2 separate regions of the Danio rerio genome follow, and region 2 is linked to region 1. A link is a contact called in public HiCAR-type data. All regions are on one chromosome and are shown on one strand. Each heading gives the region's core, a stretch centred on a gene start, on an enhancer-like site or on the middle of the called end of the contact. The rest is flanking DNA. Distances are from core to core; before and after follow the strand shown.

Region 1 (2,700 bases), core at 193-2,692:
TTTTTTCTTGGTGGGGCAGTTAAAGGGTTAAGAGGGAGAGATATATCCCTTTAATATAACTCTGAGTGAATATTATTTTTGTTTTGTTTTAATGAGACCTATCCTTAAACTATCCTGTTGAGATACAAGACTATAAAGACAAACATTAACTTATTATTCAACATAGCAATACAGATTCCATATGTAGTATATCTTGAAAATCTGTTTATTAATTTAAACAGTATACTTACTCCCAGGGCAGTTTATATCGAAGTTGATATTTAGCCGCACCATGTTGGTGTTTCGTAACATCAACTTTTTTTATGCTCAACGCTCAACCCCAACCCCCAACCTGCAGGACCAAGACATACAGACAAACACTAGCTTACCCAATTTAGCTTACCCAATACACCTACTGTATAGCGCATGTCTTTGGATTTGTGGGGGGAACTCGGAGCACACGGAGGAAACCCACACGAACACAAGGAGAACATGCAAACTCCACACTACTAAAATGCCAACTGACCTTGCTGGGGCTTGAACCAAAGGTCCTTTTGCTGTGAGATTACAACGCTACCCACTGCGCCACCGTTTAAACAGCATACGCTGTTAAAATGCTGGCTTATTACACAAATCAGTTGTGTGGGACAACATAAAGGTATTAGGCTAACTTATTAGTTATTACAAATTTTAGTGGATTAAACATAAAACAATTAAGTTGTCCCCCAAAAAAACTCAGTAATTGTGTCGTTTCATTTCATTTTTAATAAGTAGTTTGAACAAAGATCATGTGTTTAAAGAATTCTTAGAAACTGCAGATCGAAAAAATCGAGAAATATTCGAGAAGCTTACTTTAATTTTACCTTGATTAGCACTTGTAAACAGCAGAACCGCTGCTTGCTGAAGACTAGTACTTCACCTATTCACCATGCTCCCCTTTCAACAGAATTGGATGAACTTTAAATAAAGGTTAATTTAGCTTTTAGCAAAACGTGCACGCAATGCAGATCCATTGGGGGAGGTGTGAAGGATTCAGGTAGCTAGCTTCAATATGACCTTGATTAGCTCTTACATGTTAGCTTTAATACTAAACATATACTTTAGTCCTTTAATATTCCTCTTTTAACTCTGATTTATTGAGATAACCTCATGCATATTCCTATTAGCGGTTAGCTTGATGTTGCGATCACAATGCGATGCTGTTCGTATTCACATTACGCATTGGCGTTTGTCATCCGGACCTAAGTGTGATGTCACTTTTATGAGCTCGGGGGACAATAGAGGGCCTGAAAGGGATTACGGTTGCTTTGACAGCTCACGGCGGCACAAAAGCGCCCGTTCCCCTGCCCTTTTCCTCCGTCCTCCCCTTCTCTTTTCATCCCCGCCTCCGTCTCCTCCCCTCTCGCCAGCCTCCTCTCCACCCTTATCCGAAGTGTGTCGTGTACATGTCAAACAATGTGGCATCTGTCATTTGCCCAACAAAGGGGCTGCAGACTGATAGCCTGCAAACAATGGCTCGAGAGCTCCCCGGAGGTGAACCCGGGCAGAGGGGGGTGGTTTTCTGCCTCTGTCCCGAGAGAAAGAGCCCCCCAGATGGGAGTGAGGCGGTCAGGAAGGCCTTTGGCATACTGTGAATGCTGGAAGGTTAGGCTCGGCCTCTGGTGGGAGCTTGGTATTGTGGTTTTGTCCAACTAGCGATAGCGGCCAAGCGAGCAGGCTGCAGCTAAGCTGATTACCGCGAGAGCAAGAAGCGGCGTGTGTGGCGGCACGATTGCCAGACAGGCGGATGGGGGGGATTGTGGAAGTGGGAGGAGGGATGTAGATTCGGGTTAAAATGTTAAATATGTGGTAAGACCTTGTTTGAGGCAGAAGCGGCATGTTGGATGAGTCTCAGGCTGTCTGCTTTAATCCAGATGCTATTGAAAGCAGTGTTTTTGTTTTGGTTTCTGTCTGCTTTAAGCGTTTTCCAAAAGTTTTACGTCCACACTGAAGCATCCTAAATGCTCTTATTGTGTATGCATAAAACATTATAAAAGCTTAATTACATTATACCAGAAGCCCAGATGTAATTTGGTCTTTTTATTAGCAAAATATTTCCTCACGTACTGATACTATTCTGTGTACAGTCTAAAACACAAAGGACATTATGTCCCAGGACAGGAATGTTTTATAATCATTGCAGAAATCTAATATGAAGATTATACATTATAAAGTACCATTCTGAAATTGACCTCTGGGTCTTACGGGAGCACTTTTAGCTTAGCTTAGCATAAATTATTGAATTGAATTAGCATTGGCATCTCTCTCAAAACAAAAAGTTGGTAATTTTCCTATTTAAAACTTGAGTTGTGTAGTAAGATGGACAGAAAATGAAAAGTTGCTATTTTCTTGGTCGATATGGCTAGGAACTATACTCGTTTTATCTTCTTCCTTCAATGTTTTATTTACTTTAAACATAACTGACTGTGTTTTATGAGGACACTCACCAAGACAGGTTTTTTTTACGGAATTCGACATACATTTATGTATTTAAACATAAAAATGGACATAAAAGATAACTCCATTTAGGATTTGCATTCTCTTTGATAGACGTCTGATATTTTGATTCTTCATTTTCATTTCAAACTGCTTTCTGTCCCCAATATCATTTTCCAAAAGGTAAAAATGTTAAAAGTAAAAGTAAAACATAAGTACTAAGACTAAGTACTAACCCAGCATTAG
Region 2 (2,700 bases), core at 50-2,549, 450 kb after region 1:
GCTCACGCTTGCCGCTTCATCCGCACCTTAATCCGCATCTAGTGTTATAGTGTAAAAATCCAAGCTATACATATGCTATTTTTAACACACGTACGTTAAATTAAATACACTATTTTTAAATGCACTTTTTTACTAAATTTTGGGTAAAAAATATCAAACTCAAAAAGTTAAATTCGGGGTTAAAAAATATATTTTAAAATTGAAACCAAAATCGTGGTTCATATTTTACTCAAATTTAGGCTGAAACAAAGTATTACATTTATGATAAGGCTGAGCGATTAATTGAAAAGTAATCGAAATTGACATTCAGAAATTATAATCGATCTAATTTTTGCAGGTCAATTGTTTTAATTATTTTCCCTACCGGAGTCACATGACCCCGCTTTGCTAAGGCTGATTTATACTTCTGCATTAAACGCATGGGTATGGTACGGTGCAGCCTTTACGCCATATAATGAAGATGATTGGAAGCTGTGCCTTGAGACGGCATATTTTCTACTACAATAAAATTAGAATTTACATGAAAATGATTGTTTACAGAAGATATTAAAGAATTATTAAAATATGTATTTAGAAGAGATACATACTTTAATATGAAAAACTTAAATAAGTGATTTATTTTGACTTTTTTAAAAGAAAAAAAGTGACTGTTGGCAATGTGTGTTTTATTTTCAGTTGGTCAACGTTGATGTTCAATTAAATATTATAGATAGTGTATGTTTCCTTAAATTGTTTTAAAATCATGTAATGCACCCTTCATTAAAAAATCTCTCACTTGAAATATGTTAGCATATTCACTGTTCGAAACGTATCAGTGAACTATGAGGGCAACAAAATAAAATAAATAAATGAAATAATCGTTCATTAACCGTAATCAAGTTAAAATGTTCAATTAATTGAAATCTTGATTTTAGGCCACATCGCTCATCCCTAATTTATAATGGTAGTTGTCCTAGCCTTGCACTATAGCAGTGTATTTTATTCCAATGCTAGTAACCACATATTCTCCACATTGTTTTCCTACTCTTCTGACACTTATTTGGTTATATGTAGGGTGCATGTGGTCATGGCCCGAGATGCAAATGTGTGCTTTTAGATGTCCATGAAAAAAAGAAAAATCTCTTAATCTGTGGGCTTTCACTTCTGACATATGACTAACAACAAACATCTGACAACTGCCCTGCACTTGACCCTGTGTTTTTTAAGCTGGCTTTGTACAGTATTCAGAGCAATATGATTGCCGGAGGGGGGAGATGGGAGGGCGCTGTATGCACACCCTTGGCTAAATGATTGCAGATGCCTGGCTCCAGCTCAAAAGCTCCGCATTCCTCCCCTGTCGAAAAGACATTAGACCAGCTCTGCTCTTGCCTATACTGTCTGGCAGGCTGCTTTGAAAAAAAAAAAAAAAATCCCTCACTTATCTGTTATCACCACACGAACACATAACAATCCCCATATCTTATCTCTCCCTGTTCGCTAATGTCATATAGCTTAAGGGCAGGTTCTGTAGTGGTTGCAGGGCTACAACCGACATAAGCCTTTGTACAGTGCAAACGCCTGGCTAGTCAGCAAAGTGCATTGACCGGAGCATGTTTATAATTTCAAATATTTGAATTTCCATAGAACTGCATTTCACATGAAAAGACGGCATATCTCTCTCTGGCACCAGACCATCAAAGCTTGCTCTCAGAGTGTTCATATGCATGTAAAAAGAAGCCAAAACAGCCCCGTTTAGATACGCTGGCTAACCACCCCTGGCTGTAGACATCCGACTATCAACCTGAACCCGCCATTACACAGTGGCTCAACCATCAGCGCTCTGCTTCTGTTGACAACCGGCTATTTAACACATCAAAACAACAAGTGCTGCTATCAAGGCCAGCCTCTCCAGGACGGGTTACTGTGTCGCCCAAGAATGCTTCTTATCTTTCTGCTTTCGGCTTGGTTTTAGTCACACGGCATGTGCTGCTGACACTCCCTTTCTTTTTCCCGAGGCTCATTGTAGCCACCGTGGAAAGGTCAAAGGAGAAGTTGGCCAACTTATAAACAAATAGCGATGGGTTTATGCAAAAAAAGTTGGTTTCCATTGAAGCGATTTTATGGAAATTTGTACCTATGGAAATATATACTTTCAACAATGCAAACACACACACACAGACACACAAGCTGACAAATGACTTATCGCCTGTCCAAGTCAGCAAATAATAACTTAACTTCTAGTTGATAATTTAGTATCAAGTCTATATGAAAGGCAAAGGCCTCTAGATTATCATTATTTGAATAAAATTTGATCATGTCTTGATTTTTAATTATTTAATTAGGACAGTAAGGTCTGACTTTGCTTAGACATAAGTCTTGTCACTTAGAAATAATGTACAGTATAGAATATAAAGTCATGGTGCTGTGGAAAAATAATTTATATTTTGTATGACTATCATTAGCTAGGATGACTGCATCCATACATCTCTGCAATGACTCAAATAACTTATTAATAAAGTCATCTGGAATGGCAAAGTAGGCATTCTTGCAGGACTCCCAGAGTTCATCAAGATTCTTTGGATTCATATTCAATGCCTCATTCATCTTACCTCAGACATGCTCAATAATGTTCGTTTCTGGTGACTGGGGTGGCCAATCTTGGAGCACCTCGACCTTCTTTGCCTTCAGGAGCTTTGATGTGAAGGCTGAAGTATGAGGAGG

Evidence for each region. HiCAR-type assays count read pairs that join an accessible place to other places.
Region 2: a HiCAR-type map of caudal fin shows a contact between it and region 1, with 18 times the contacts expected there. The contact joins two enhancer-like sites. A contact is called at or near these places in 3 of 18 Hi-C or Micro-C datasets (caudal fin, embryo and hematopoietic stem cells) and 1 of 4 datasets of contacts at active chromatin or transcription factors (caudal fin).

What each region holds. Positions count from the first base shown.
Region 1 is chr5:18,044,474-18,047,173 of GRCz12tu, forward strand. The region is part of intron 2 of fbrsl1 (fibrosin-like 1); the gene reads left to right. Among named protein-coding and RNA genes, the nearest start is that of fbrsl1, 150 kb to the left of the region's middle. Within about 2 kb of position 1,443, at least 16 of the 62 cell types and tissues checked have an H3K27ac peak or open chromatin away from gene starts, as enhancers often do.
Region 2 is chr5:18,493,147-18,495,846 of GRCz12tu, forward strand. No RefSeq gene overlaps it. Among named protein-coding and RNA genes, the nearest start is that of chfr, 12 kb to the right of the region's middle. Within about 2 kb of position 1,300, at least 19 of the 62 cell types and tissues checked have an H3K27ac peak or open chromatin away from gene starts, as enhancers often do.